Linked DNA regions of Macaca mulatta: region 1 is linked to region 2. Evidence: chromatin contacts called from public Hi-C data. All regions are on one chromosome and are shown on one strand. The core of a region is the stretch at or near the end of the contact, and the rest is flanking DNA. Distances in the headings are between cores, read along the strand shown.

Region 1 (2,700 bases), core at 29-2,528, 49 kb after region 2:
GAGGTGTCCTGAAGGCAGGTATACCCGATGTCCCCAGGGCGACGGCTCCCATCTGTTCACACTTATACTCAGATGCTGGGGTGGGAGCCCAACCCCTCTAGGCTTGCACCCCATCCCACAGCCCCCCAGGCCCCAGCATTTGCACCCCACTGAACGCCAGATGATAATCAAGTCACACAACACTCCCTGGATCCGCCTCTGGGTACAGTGTGCCCAGGTAGGCAAATGCTTCTATTTTCAAACTCAGTGGTCTTTACAGAACAGAAAGTGCTCCAAACGGCAATCTGCCTGCAGTCAGTTCAAACATACAAGGCTGACATTCCTCCCTCTCAGAATGGGACCGTTCCTTGGCACTGACAGCGGGTCTCACCCAGCCCTAGGACAGACTTTCCAGAGGGCTCAGAGGGAAGCTCCGAAGCTTCCTTGACCACAGCAGTGCTGGGGGATGGGGGCGTGGGCAGGAAAGAGGGACTCCGCCTGGTTGGTCGTTTTAGGCTCCTTGGGACCCCCTCCCCACCCTGGCTGGCGGGCAAGTGCCAGAATTTTCCAGGCCCCTTGAGATGGTGGAACCACTTGTCCCATTGTAGAACTTCACATGTACCCACCGGATTATCTCTCTGAGATCATCGTGGGAACGGAATTAAAGTAGTTAAGTTCAAGGCTGAGGTGCTAACCGCAGGGTTCAAATGGAAATGCCATTTTTAAAGTGGATCTTGTGCAATCAACAAAAGGTTTTGGGACCCACATGGGCACATGACGGGGAGAGGTCACTGAGCCCTGGTTTCGATGTTGGCCTGGCGTTTCAGAGGCGCGGGAGAGCTGGCAGCACTTAGGACCTCAGGGCTTCCTCGGTGGCTGCATCCTGTGTGGCACTCCCCACAGGGAGGTCAAGAACCCACGGCCACCCTGGGTGGACGCCACACACAGGTACGGGAGGGGCTTGTTTTGCAAGGGGAAGAATGACTTTTGTCTTCTTTTGGTGAGACAGCTGTTCGAATCAAACAGGAGAGCCGCTGGTTAAACTGGATCTCATGTCACTTAGGTAAAAGCTGTTCGTTAGTGCAATTGTGGGGAGGGGGTGAAAAGACATCATGCTCATCACTATCACCTATGTGGCTTTGTTTAGGAGGTGAAAAGGTCATTAGCAGTAATAAAATGATCATTAAATTTGGGAGAGGTTAAAGGTGACTGGCTGGTTAGCGGTGGAAGTGCACTGGCTGGTGTCACCGGGCGCTACAGGCAGGAACCGCAACGCAGGGCTGCGCTGGCAGGAAGTGGCAAGGGTGGGGCCGGTCGCAGGATCCCACTATCGCAGCGGGGCTGAGGCCCAATCACTGACACCCACACAGCCGTTTCCTGCACTTAAAAAAAAAAATCTGTTTCTCTCTTTGCAAATCAACAACTTTTACCTAGAAACTCTTCAGCGGTGAGCTCTGACTGATCTTGATCTCCGGTCCGTTGCAGAAAATACACCATTGTTTACCTGGGGGAGGTGTGTGCCATGGCTAACTTTAACCTAACTCTAACTGACAGGTTTCGGCGGCCTGCCGGGTCTGTGCTGCATCTGCCTGAAAGAAACCAGTTTCTTCTGCCCAAAACAGACAGCTGCTGGTTATTTAATACCTTGATATACCTTTCTAGAAAAGACCTCCAGACAAGGAGAACTTAAGTGCCCACACCAAAGCTCCATGCATGCTGCAAGGGATGGCCCTTGGTGGTCCCCCAGAGTATGCTTTCTGGCTTAGATCAAGACAGAACTGAGTATGTGGCCTTGAGAGCAGATGGCCAACTGTGGGCTACTCAGGTGTATGCTGTGACCGGAACTCTCCCTTGAGGAACCTCTGCAGGTTCCCAGGTGGAGGGGTCCACCTGTGACTGTCCGGGTCAACATCTGTCTGCCTGTGCACCCACACCACATGTCGGCCACACCAAATGTCAATTTCACCACAACTGAGCTTTCAACAAAATTTAAAAAGCAGTTCCCACGGAATTTGAAAACTGCAGCCTCTAGAACACAAGAGACAGCACCAAAAGCCACACGTGACTCAGACCCAAACTCACATTTGGTCCTGTATGAGCAATGACCCACAGAGGACCCTGGAGCCCTCTTTGACGTTCAACTCCCTGCACGCTGACTTTTTTTAACGGAAAAGATTTCCACTAAACTGTGACCTCACAGGGAGAAAAGGGCCCCATTAATGACTCCCGGAATGTGTGCAGCCACCTCAGTTGCCCAGCCTGTCTCTCCTGGAAAAGGTGCCCATGGCAGAAGCTTGTGTCCCAGTCCCTGTGCCCCAGGGTGGCGATGGGGGCTACAGACCACACACGGCACATCACCATGCAAGGTGCTTCACCCACACACCCACCTGCTAGGCCTGAGTGGATCCCATGGTCGGGCAGGAAAACTGGGGCTCAGGGAGGTTAAGTGACCCACCTGGGGCCTCCCTTTCCTCCAACGTCCAGAAACCAGCCTGATCAAGCAGTCCGCTGGATTCTAGCAGGACTGGCCGCCCAGAGGACAGAAGGAAGCGGCCTCAGTTCTCCTGTCCTGGCCTCACACGTCAGCCATTTCCTGGTACAGAGGCCTAGCAGGGCTCTAGAAACCTCTGGGTGCCCTGGGACGGACAAACCCTGGATGAGAGCATGGGACATCAGACATGTTCGATTTGCCAGGCGGAGAGATGACAGAAAAGCTTGTTC
Region 2 (2,700 bases), core at 40-2,539:
CTGCACTTGACGGGCTTGAGGTTGGGGAGGAGGGGGTGGGTGTCTCAAATGTCAAAGATTTAACGTGTCTTGATGTTGCCACACAACAGTTTTGTTTTGTTTGTTTTCTTGAGTCTCCTCTATCACCCAGGCTGGAGTGCAGTGGTGTGATCATAGCTCACTGCAGCCTCGACCTCCTGGGCTCAAGCAATCCTCCCATCTCAGCCTCCCACTACACCCAGCTAATTTTTTTTTTTTTTTTTTTTTTTTTTTTTTGAGACGGAGTCTGGCTCTGTCGCCCAGGCTGGAGTACAGTGGCCGGATCTCAGCTCACTGCAAGCTCCGCCCCCCGGGTTTACGCCATTCTCCTGCCTCAGCCTCCCGAGTAGCTGGGACTACAGGCGCCCGCCGCCTCGCCCGGCTAGTTTTTTGTATTTTTTAGTAGAGACGGGGTTTCACCGTGTTCGCCAGGATGGTCTCGATCTCCTGACCTAGTGATCCGCCCGTCTCGGCCTCCCAAAGTGCTGGGATTACAGGCTTGAGCCACCGCGCCCGGCCTAATTTTTTTTTTTAAGAGATGGGGGCCACTGTGTTACCCAGGCTGGTCTTGAACTCCTGGTCTCGAGTGATCCTCCTGTCTCAGCCTCCCAAAGTGGTGGGATTACAGTGTGAGCCACTGCACCTGGTCTACACAAGGTGGTTTTTTTTTTTGTTGTTTTTTGTTTTTAACAGGGTGATGTGCACACGGTGGCGCCCTCTGGGTGGTCCCACAACAGACGAGGGGCCCAGCCTCACCCATCCATGAATCCTGGAGACTCCAGGCTTCCCATCCACCCAGGGTTCTGCGGACCTCTGAAGCTAGAGCCAATCTCCCCTTCCGTCAAGGGATCCGGGGAGGCCGCCAAGCCCGGTGCTCCCCTGAGTTTCCGAGAGGCCCCGACACCGCCCCCGCTCCAGGTCCCCGGGATGCTCGCGCAGGCGGGAGCCCGGGGCGCCCGGGGGATCCCTGGGCGTCACGCCGCTGTTGTGGAGCGCGTGTTGACAACGTCGCCGGGGAGACCGGCGGGGGCGGGGCCCGGGCAGGGGGAGGCGCGGCCCTGGCTGCGCGCGAGGGGCCGGGCTGTCAGCGCAGGGCCCGGGCCGCCGCAGTGGCCACGGCCGCCGCCGCCCGCCGGCTTATATACCGCGGCTAAATTTAGGCTGCGCCCGGAGCTCGTCCCCATCCGGGACGCGTTTCCGCCGCCGCCGCTTTGGCCCGGCCCCCGCGCGCGCCGCGCCTATAAGGCTTGGGGCGGGCCCGGCCGCGGCCCACAGAGCCGTCCCCGCCCGCCCGCGCCCCGACCAGCCCGGCCTCGGGCAGCCACTCACCGGTGTCCCCCGTCCGCGTCCTTCCTCCCCGGGTCCCAGCCATGGCGCTGAGTGAACCCATCCTGCCGTCCTTCTCCACTTTCGCCAGCCCGTGCCGCGAGCGCGGCCTGCAGGAGGTGAGGGCGGCGGGGACGGCGGGGCGGCCGGGACCGTGGGCGGCGGGCTCGGGGTAGTAGAACGTGGGCTGCGGGGTGACAGGACGCGAAGGCGGTGACTGCAGACTCAGGAGAGGAGAATGCGGGCCACGGGGATCGCGGACTCAGGGTGGTAGAAGGCGGGCAGCGGGGGCGGCAGGCAGCGCCCCCCGAGTCCCGCCGCCCGCTCACGCCCATTGCCCTGTCGCCCGCAGCGCTGGCCGCGCGCCGAGCCCGAGCCCGGCGGCACCGACGACGACCTCAACAGCGTGCTGGACTTCATCCTGTCCATGGGGCTGGACGGCCTGGGCGCCGAGGCCGCCCCGGAGCCGCCGCCGCCGCCGCCGCCGCCGCCTGCGTTCTACTACCCCGAACCCGGCGCGCCCCCGCCCTACAGTGCCCCCGCGGGTGGCCTGGTGTCTGAGCTGCTGCGACCCGAGCTGGACGCGCCGCCGGGGCCCGCACTGCACGGCCGCTTTCTGCTGGCGCCGCCCGGCCGCCTGGTCAAGGCCGAGCCCCCTGAAGCGGACGGCGGCGGCTACGGCTGCGCTCCCGGGCTGACCCGTGGACCGCGCGGCCTCAAGCGCGAGGGCGCCCCGGGACCGGCGGCTTCGTGCATGCGAGGTCCCGGGGGTCGCCCCCCGCCGCCGCCCGACACCCCGCCGCTCAGCCCCGACGGCCCCGCGCGCCTGCCCGCGCCTGGCCCGCGCGCCTCCTTCCCGCCGCCCTTCGGTGGCCCTAGCTTCGGCGCGCCTGGGCCCGGCCTGCATTACGCGCCGCCTGCGCCCCCAGCCTTCGGTCTCTTTGACGACGCGGCCGCCGCCGTGGCAGCCCTGGGCCTGGCGCCCCCCGCCGCCCGCGGTCTCCTCACGCCACCTGCGTCCCCACTGGAGCTGCTGGAGGCCAAGCCAAAGCGCGGCCGTCGCTCCTGGCCCCGCAAACGCACCGCCACTCACACCTGCAGCTACGCAGGCTGCGGCAAGACCTACACCAAGAGTTCGCATTTGAAGGCGCATCTGCGCACGCACACAGGTGGGCGGCACGCACGGGCAGGCAGCGCCAGCTGGGGGACGCGCGAGGAGGGGTCTGATTCCCAGCGCGCGCCAGAAAATGAATTTAGGACCTCCCTTGGGGCGTGGCTCAGGGGGATCTGGCTGGGGGCGCAAGCTTAAGACTCCACGGGAGGCGTGGCTCGGGAGGTTGGTTGAGGGGGCACACA

Evidence for each region. A called contact is a pair of places that touch in the nucleus more often than the background predicts.
Region 1: a contact with region 2 is called in a Hi-C map of blood, with 5 times the contacts expected there. The contact joins the enhancer-like site here to the promoter of KLF2 in region 2. A contact is called at or near these places in 4 of 14 Hi-C or Micro-C datasets (CD4 T cells, blood, cortical neurons and 1 more).

The regions. Positions count from the first base shown.
Region 1 is chr19:16,855,668-16,858,367 of T2T-MMU8v2.0, forward strand. The region is part of intron 21 of EPS15L1 (epidermal growth factor receptor pathway substrate 15 like 1); the gene reads right to left. Among named protein-coding and RNA genes, the nearest start is that of KLF2, 49 kb to the left of the region's middle. Within about 2 kb of position 1,279, at least 9 of the 40 cell types and tissues checked have an H3K27ac peak or open chromatin away from gene starts, as enhancers often do. A contact at or near this core is called in CD4 T cells and blood, where this site is marked.
Region 2 is chr19:16,806,832-16,809,531 of T2T-MMU8v2.0, forward strand. It overlaps KLF2 (KLF transcription factor 2), which reads left to right and starts at 1,290. Exons shown (of 3, transcript XM_028838941.2): 1 at 1,290-1,463; 2 at 1,697-2,513. The coding sequence starts at 1,389.